Regions from separate parts of the Pan troglodytes genome. Here region 1 is linked to region 2. Evidence: chromatin contacts called from public capture Hi-C data. All regions are on one chromosome and are shown on one strand. Each heading gives the region's core, a stretch centred on a gene start, on an enhancer-like site or on the middle of the called end of the contact. The rest is flanking DNA. Distances are from core to core; before and after follow the strand shown.

What was found. Capture Hi-C pulls out chosen DNA fragments and counts their contacts.
Region 1: a contact with region 2 is called in a capture Hi-C map of stem cell-derived neural stem cells, with 2.0 times the contacts expected there. The contact joins two enhancer-like sites. A contact is called at or near these places in 1 of 7 Hi-C or Micro-C datasets (stem cell-derived neural progenitor cells) and 1 of 1 other capture datasets (stem cell-derived neural stem cells).

What each region holds. Positions count from the first base shown.
Region 1 is chr11:99,474,683-99,477,544 of NHGRI_mPanTro3-v2.0_pri, reverse strand. The region is part of intron 6 of BNC2 (basonuclin zinc finger protein 2); the gene reads right to left. Among named protein-coding and RNA genes, the nearest start is that of BNC2, 440 kb to the right of the region's middle. Within about 2 kb of position 1,579, at least 1 of the 24 cell types and tissues checked has an H3K27ac peak or open chromatin away from gene starts, as enhancers often do. A contact at or near this core is called in stem cell-derived neural stem cells, where this site is marked.
Region 2 is chr11:99,192,879-99,195,578 of NHGRI_mPanTro3-v2.0_pri, reverse strand. All of the region lies in intron 3 of BNC2 (basonuclin zinc finger protein 2), which reads right to left. Among named protein-coding and RNA genes, the nearest start is that of BNC2, 160 kb to the right of the region's middle. Within about 2 kb of position 1,353, at least 9 of the 24 cell types and tissues checked have an H3K27ac peak or open chromatin away from gene starts, as enhancers often do. A contact at or near this core is called in stem cell-derived neural stem cells, where this site is marked.

The sequences.
Region 1 (2,862 bases), core at 330-2,829, 280 kb before region 2:
TAAAAAGGAGGCAGAGTTAGAGCGGCTCCCCTCCACTGCCCATCAGACCTACAGGGCTTCCAGCTGCAGGTCTGTTGTTCTTGGTGCCCAAATGGGTCTTGTTTTACTTACGAAATCTTATTTCCCATCAATGTGATAAAGTTACTTCATACATCACTTTCCAAGATGTAGATGTCTATTCTGGCAATTAAGAATGATCTGTCTTTTGATATTCTTATTTATGTGGATGTTTATGTGTAAACGCACCTATACATTACGTGGATGAATTTAGATTAGAACATTAGCACAATTTTTGAGTGGCTGGTAATAATTCAGATTGATATATGCAATAGCAATACTGAGGCATCGCTTACATAAATTCTGTTAGAAACACTTATCTTTTTTTTTCTTTCCTAAGGTAAAGTCAAAATTAGAGCAAGCAACAAAAAGAATTAAACTAGAAGTGGGTAACATTTTTCCCCCTAGTTAATAAAAGAAGTAATAAACTCTATAAAGTACTAGAGTTAGGATCACTAACACTTTAGGCATAACAGCTTTTTACCAGGAATTTACAACTCCTGTTTTAATTCAAGCAGCTTGCATTAGGACATAAAATCTAGGTATATTTTAAAAGTGTAGTTTTATGTGAAATAACTGAAGAAAAATGGTCCTTTCCTAAAAAGTATTCTTTCTTCCTCGGTCTTAGCTTGCCTGCCGCTCCCTCATACACGTATCTTGGCACTCAAGAATCAAAGTTACCAAATCCCTCTTTTATGACATTGCAATTTTTTGGCAAGGACAAGCTTCTTTCCAATTCTGCCACATTCATTTATTTGAAGCTTGTGGGAGTCTTATGGCAAGCACATTATTTCTGAGAAGGCTTTTAAAAAAGAAAAAAAATGCTTCATGGCTAAACCTTCACTATGACATTTAGGCAAAGAAGGTATCCCTTCCTCTTAGTACCACGAATGATCACTTCCAGCAAAAGAGTTGATAGCAGCCTTTCATCTAAGACAAAACGGAACTTACCTGAGTTATACAAGTGAATGTTAACGTACATGTACAGTCTTACCACCCTCTTCTGGGTAGAAAACAGCCCACGTTTTTTAAAAAGAAAAGATGGGCTACAAAAATGAGCATCTCAAATAAATGGTTAAATATAAGAAAGATTCACACCAATAAAGTCTGTGAGAAGGTCAGATAGATTCTGAGGGAGGTGGAAATCAGGAAGACCCTTTCAAAGTGGTCTCTTCATGAAAAATACCACCGGTGCACTCAGTATGTGCATTCTGCTCAGTTATTTTGGCCTGAATTTTCAAGATAATGCTGGCAAGAACCGTAGATTGTTCCTTTATAAGGAAGGTAAAAATAAGAGTTATATAGAAGCATTGTATTTGTGCAACAGAGGTTATAATGCCACAAGAGACTTAATGTTAACTCTCATCAATAGAAATTTGTAAAAATCTCTTTGCATCGTGAAAAGGAAATCATTCGTCAGCCATGAAGCTTTGTGGTCTATTTGGTGCACAGTTCTGAAGACGGTGGAAATGAGTGGTGCGGTTCTTGTAGTGGAGGAGTGAAAGGTCAGCAGAGGCTTAAATGAGCTTGTCTTGCATCCAGCTGGGCCAGCAGGAGGTCATTAGGAAGATCCGAGGCTCACTTTAGGCTTGACAGAGTCTCTCCCCATGATACAAGGAGACCGTTTTGCTCATTGCTCTTCTCCCAGTATCTAAAAAGAACCCCAGGGACAGGAATGACACTGAAGTTTATCTTACTACCAAAGTTTTGCTTGAGGACGGCACAACTAGCAATTACTCAGGAGGGGGATTTATTTTGTGTGTTTGCTTCTGATGGAAAGTAATGGAAGATAAGTACAAAAGGTCTATTGATCTTGCTCTATTGTGAAACCAAATAGAGTAGGAGGGGAAAAAAAAAAAACTCTTCCTTAACATTTAGAAGTCAGAGGACCTGCCCAACTTCACGTTCTAAGAGAATTTTAGAAATGGAGACTTGTAGTTTGATTGGCAATGAAATGAAACAGCTAATGCTTTAACATGTTCTCCTCTTTTACTTGGAGGGGATTACCACATCGTATTTGACAGCTAATTATATTAGGGCAAATATACTAATAGTTATCTTGAATTGGTGCTAAGTGGCTCATTTCTTAAAGGTATTGCCTGGTGAAATCATGTGTATTTACTGAAAAGCCCTCCCTAGAAAAAGTTCTGTTTAAGTTTCCAAACATAGAGAATGATGGAAAAAATGGTTGTTGCTATGCTGAGAAGGTGGTAACAGGAAGCAGGTAACATGTTTTCTCATCTTCACCTCTGTTGTTAATGTATGCAGTGGCTCATCAGAGGTAGCTCATGTTAATTTATTCCTGCACACCTGTACAGGGCTGGAAGTCAGGTAATCAGACAAGCTAAAACTATACATTTCTGCTTTTTAGCTACAGCTACCCAGAGGCCTATAAAGGAACAAATTTAGTTCTGGAGACATCAGCAGGTTTTAATAAATCAAATACACATGTCTTCCGCCATAGGAATACAGAACTTTCCACATTTAGATGTGGACTGATTAAACTAGCAATCAAATGGAAGGTTCACACTTGACACCAATGGTTACCTCATATTTATTTATAAATCACCCTCAGCAAATATAACTTGGTCTTTAAATTTATTCATATGGCTAAATCATCTTTCTACAACTTGAAGATCAAACATATATGCTTACCTTTCAGATAAAATTTAAGACAAACCTTGACAACTACTGGCCACTACTCTGAGAAGAAGAAAGGAACAAAGATAGTAAAACTCATGTAGGATGAAAAAGAGATAATGACTTCTTACTATACAGATCATCTAGTTTCTGAGTACAAAGTCT
Region 2 (2,700 bases), core at 104-2,603:
GAAAGACTACGTTAGTAAGTTTTGTTGCCAAAATTAAAGTATGATCAGACTTAAATTTTCAAAGTTTAAGCATTGTCAACATACAAAGGCAAACGTGTTAAAATTTTGGAATAAATAGAAGAGAGTAGGTTTCAAGAAAGTGTTTTAATTAAGATTATGTCTTCAAAGATATGAAGGGGAAAAGTGGTTATAGGTATAAAGGAAAAACAAGGCCCAATTACGAATAACTTCTGAGTTTAAGATTGCCCAGACTACACACAGCAGTATTCTAAACTGGAGGCATTTTTATTTGTTACATGTACAACTGCAACAGAAACAGACATTCTCTTATTTTCAAGACATTCATATGTAAATGAATGCTGATGAATGGAAATGAGATGCTAAACATGATGGGCAACGTTCAACGTTTAAAAAAAAAAGTTACTTCACTTGCTGAAGCTTGAATCTCTTCCCCTCCTACACCTGGGCGCAAAAAGAAATGAATGACAATGATGGACCTTCCACTAGTTTCTATTGGTTAAACAACACCTTACAGAGATACTCAAGACAGAAAACAAACATTCTTTCAGTCTTATGCTTTGCATCTTTCCTATGACATGTATCACAAAGAGTCCATTGAAAATAAATATTAGAGACTGAAATTATAAGTAAATAGCCAGAAATATTACAGTGGCATTGAGCCAAAGGGCTAAAATATCCAAAACAGTGTAATTATTTAATGAATGTTTTCTTTCTTTCAAATGAGATAATTAATAAGGAATTTCCTGGTTCATGACCACAGAGTACACTATTTTCCCTTTTCATAAAATCTTAGGAGACCGAACATACATTCTGGGCAGTGTGTTTGCAGTGGGAATTATATATATGCATGTATGCTTTTCAAGGGTCTCTATTTATGCCCTCAGAGTAGGATTTGTTCTATCCCCAGTTTTTGCATGAATTACCATTCCTGTCTGTCCCATCCAAGCCACCCCCACATAAACTATCTATTCTTATCATTATGGTACCATTAATCCCATTCTCCCCTCCCCCTCCCAACTCACCTAAGGGGTTAAAAGACTTCAGTACATTTGTGACTTGTCAGTGACATATAATACCCAGGTCCTTCATGCAATCAACTTTTACTTGACATGTATTTGCTCATCACAGGACCCGCATTACCACTGGGAAAATGAAGAAAAACCTAAATTAACACTTGACATTCAATATGGTCAAGTCCTTAATTGGCTGGGCTTCCTGAGAAAGCAATTTTCTATTCCCCAAACTGTTCGCGTGTCATGTGTAGAGTGCAGCTCTTGGCCATCACTGCTGTCCCTCGCTCCCTCTAATGAGAGCAGATGAATTAGTGCTACGTGACACGATTTGAGCAGGGCTTCCTCCTCCTCCCCTCCCCCCAGTCTTTCTCCTATACCAGTGACAGCTGTGTGGCAAGGGGAAGAAAGAAAGAGAAACGCAAGAGCAAAGAATCCTGTAAAGGATGATCATTTTTTTAAATGAACCTTAAATGTCTCGTTGAAACTACAGAACAACAGGGTCACTTAATTTTGGAGGTGGGGAAGGGGGGGGTTGTTACAAAGATCAGGGGAATTATCTGGCTATGGTTGATTTGGGTTGTATTAACTTCCAGCACGTTTCTTCCATTCCTCGCTAGTTGCAGTATTAGACTGCACTGCTCTAATTAAAACGGAATTTACATCCACTTAAAAAGTTTTTGAAAGGTCTGGAGAATGGGTCAACTAGGAAAAAAAGAACAGCATGAAGTGATTATTGTTCGAAGATAAATATACCTCTAAACTAGAGAAAGTCCTTTCAACAATCACTTAGGTCAGGAAGAACCTACAGCACAAAACTATAGTGATACTTTGTTTTCAAATATTATTCCATGTCTGAGCTTAATGCAAACTATTCTTTCCTAACTCATTTTGTTTTGTTTCCATTGATTGTTGAATTACTGAAATGAAAAACTACTTGATCACTGATTTCATTCTATTATTCTGGAGAGAAGGAATATATTCTACTTTAAATGTGCTTGTCTCACTCAGTAAGAAACAATGAATACATGCATGAAAGGAAGGCAGGACAGAGTCTGCTTTACTCAAAAATACTAAAAGGCAAATTAAAGGTATTTCTCTGAGTCTTCACTTACTCATTTTGAGACCAAAGAAGTAGTAATTTTAAATCCCTAATCGCTCACCCAATCTGATTAGGACAAAACAGAACTACAGGATAGAAGAGCATGTGGCAAATCATTTAGGAAAGTAATTAGTACAAAATACATGGATAAGTGAAAATAATTAGTGAAAGTCACAAACACCTTAGCACTTTGGATCATTACTCAGTTTTATTTAGGTGAGAACCAAGACAAAAATGTTACCTGTGTACAAAAAATTATATCAAGACTGCACTGTGGTGTCACAAAATCAGTTTACACATGCAAAACACAAAACTATGTCAAGTATAGCTCCCCCGCTTCAAGTAGCATGATCATTTATTAATTGTTCTTCTGTAATTCTGAATATAATTTAAGCAGTAATAAATACTGAATATAATTTCAGTAAGTAAATTGTGAGTAGATTTAAAGATATAAAAAGATGGTGACATCCACTTTTACACTATGTGTAAAGTTATAACTTAAAGCCAAAAATGCTATTTCCACATTTTTACATTTGTGGGAAATAATGGGAAAGGAAATGAAGCTTT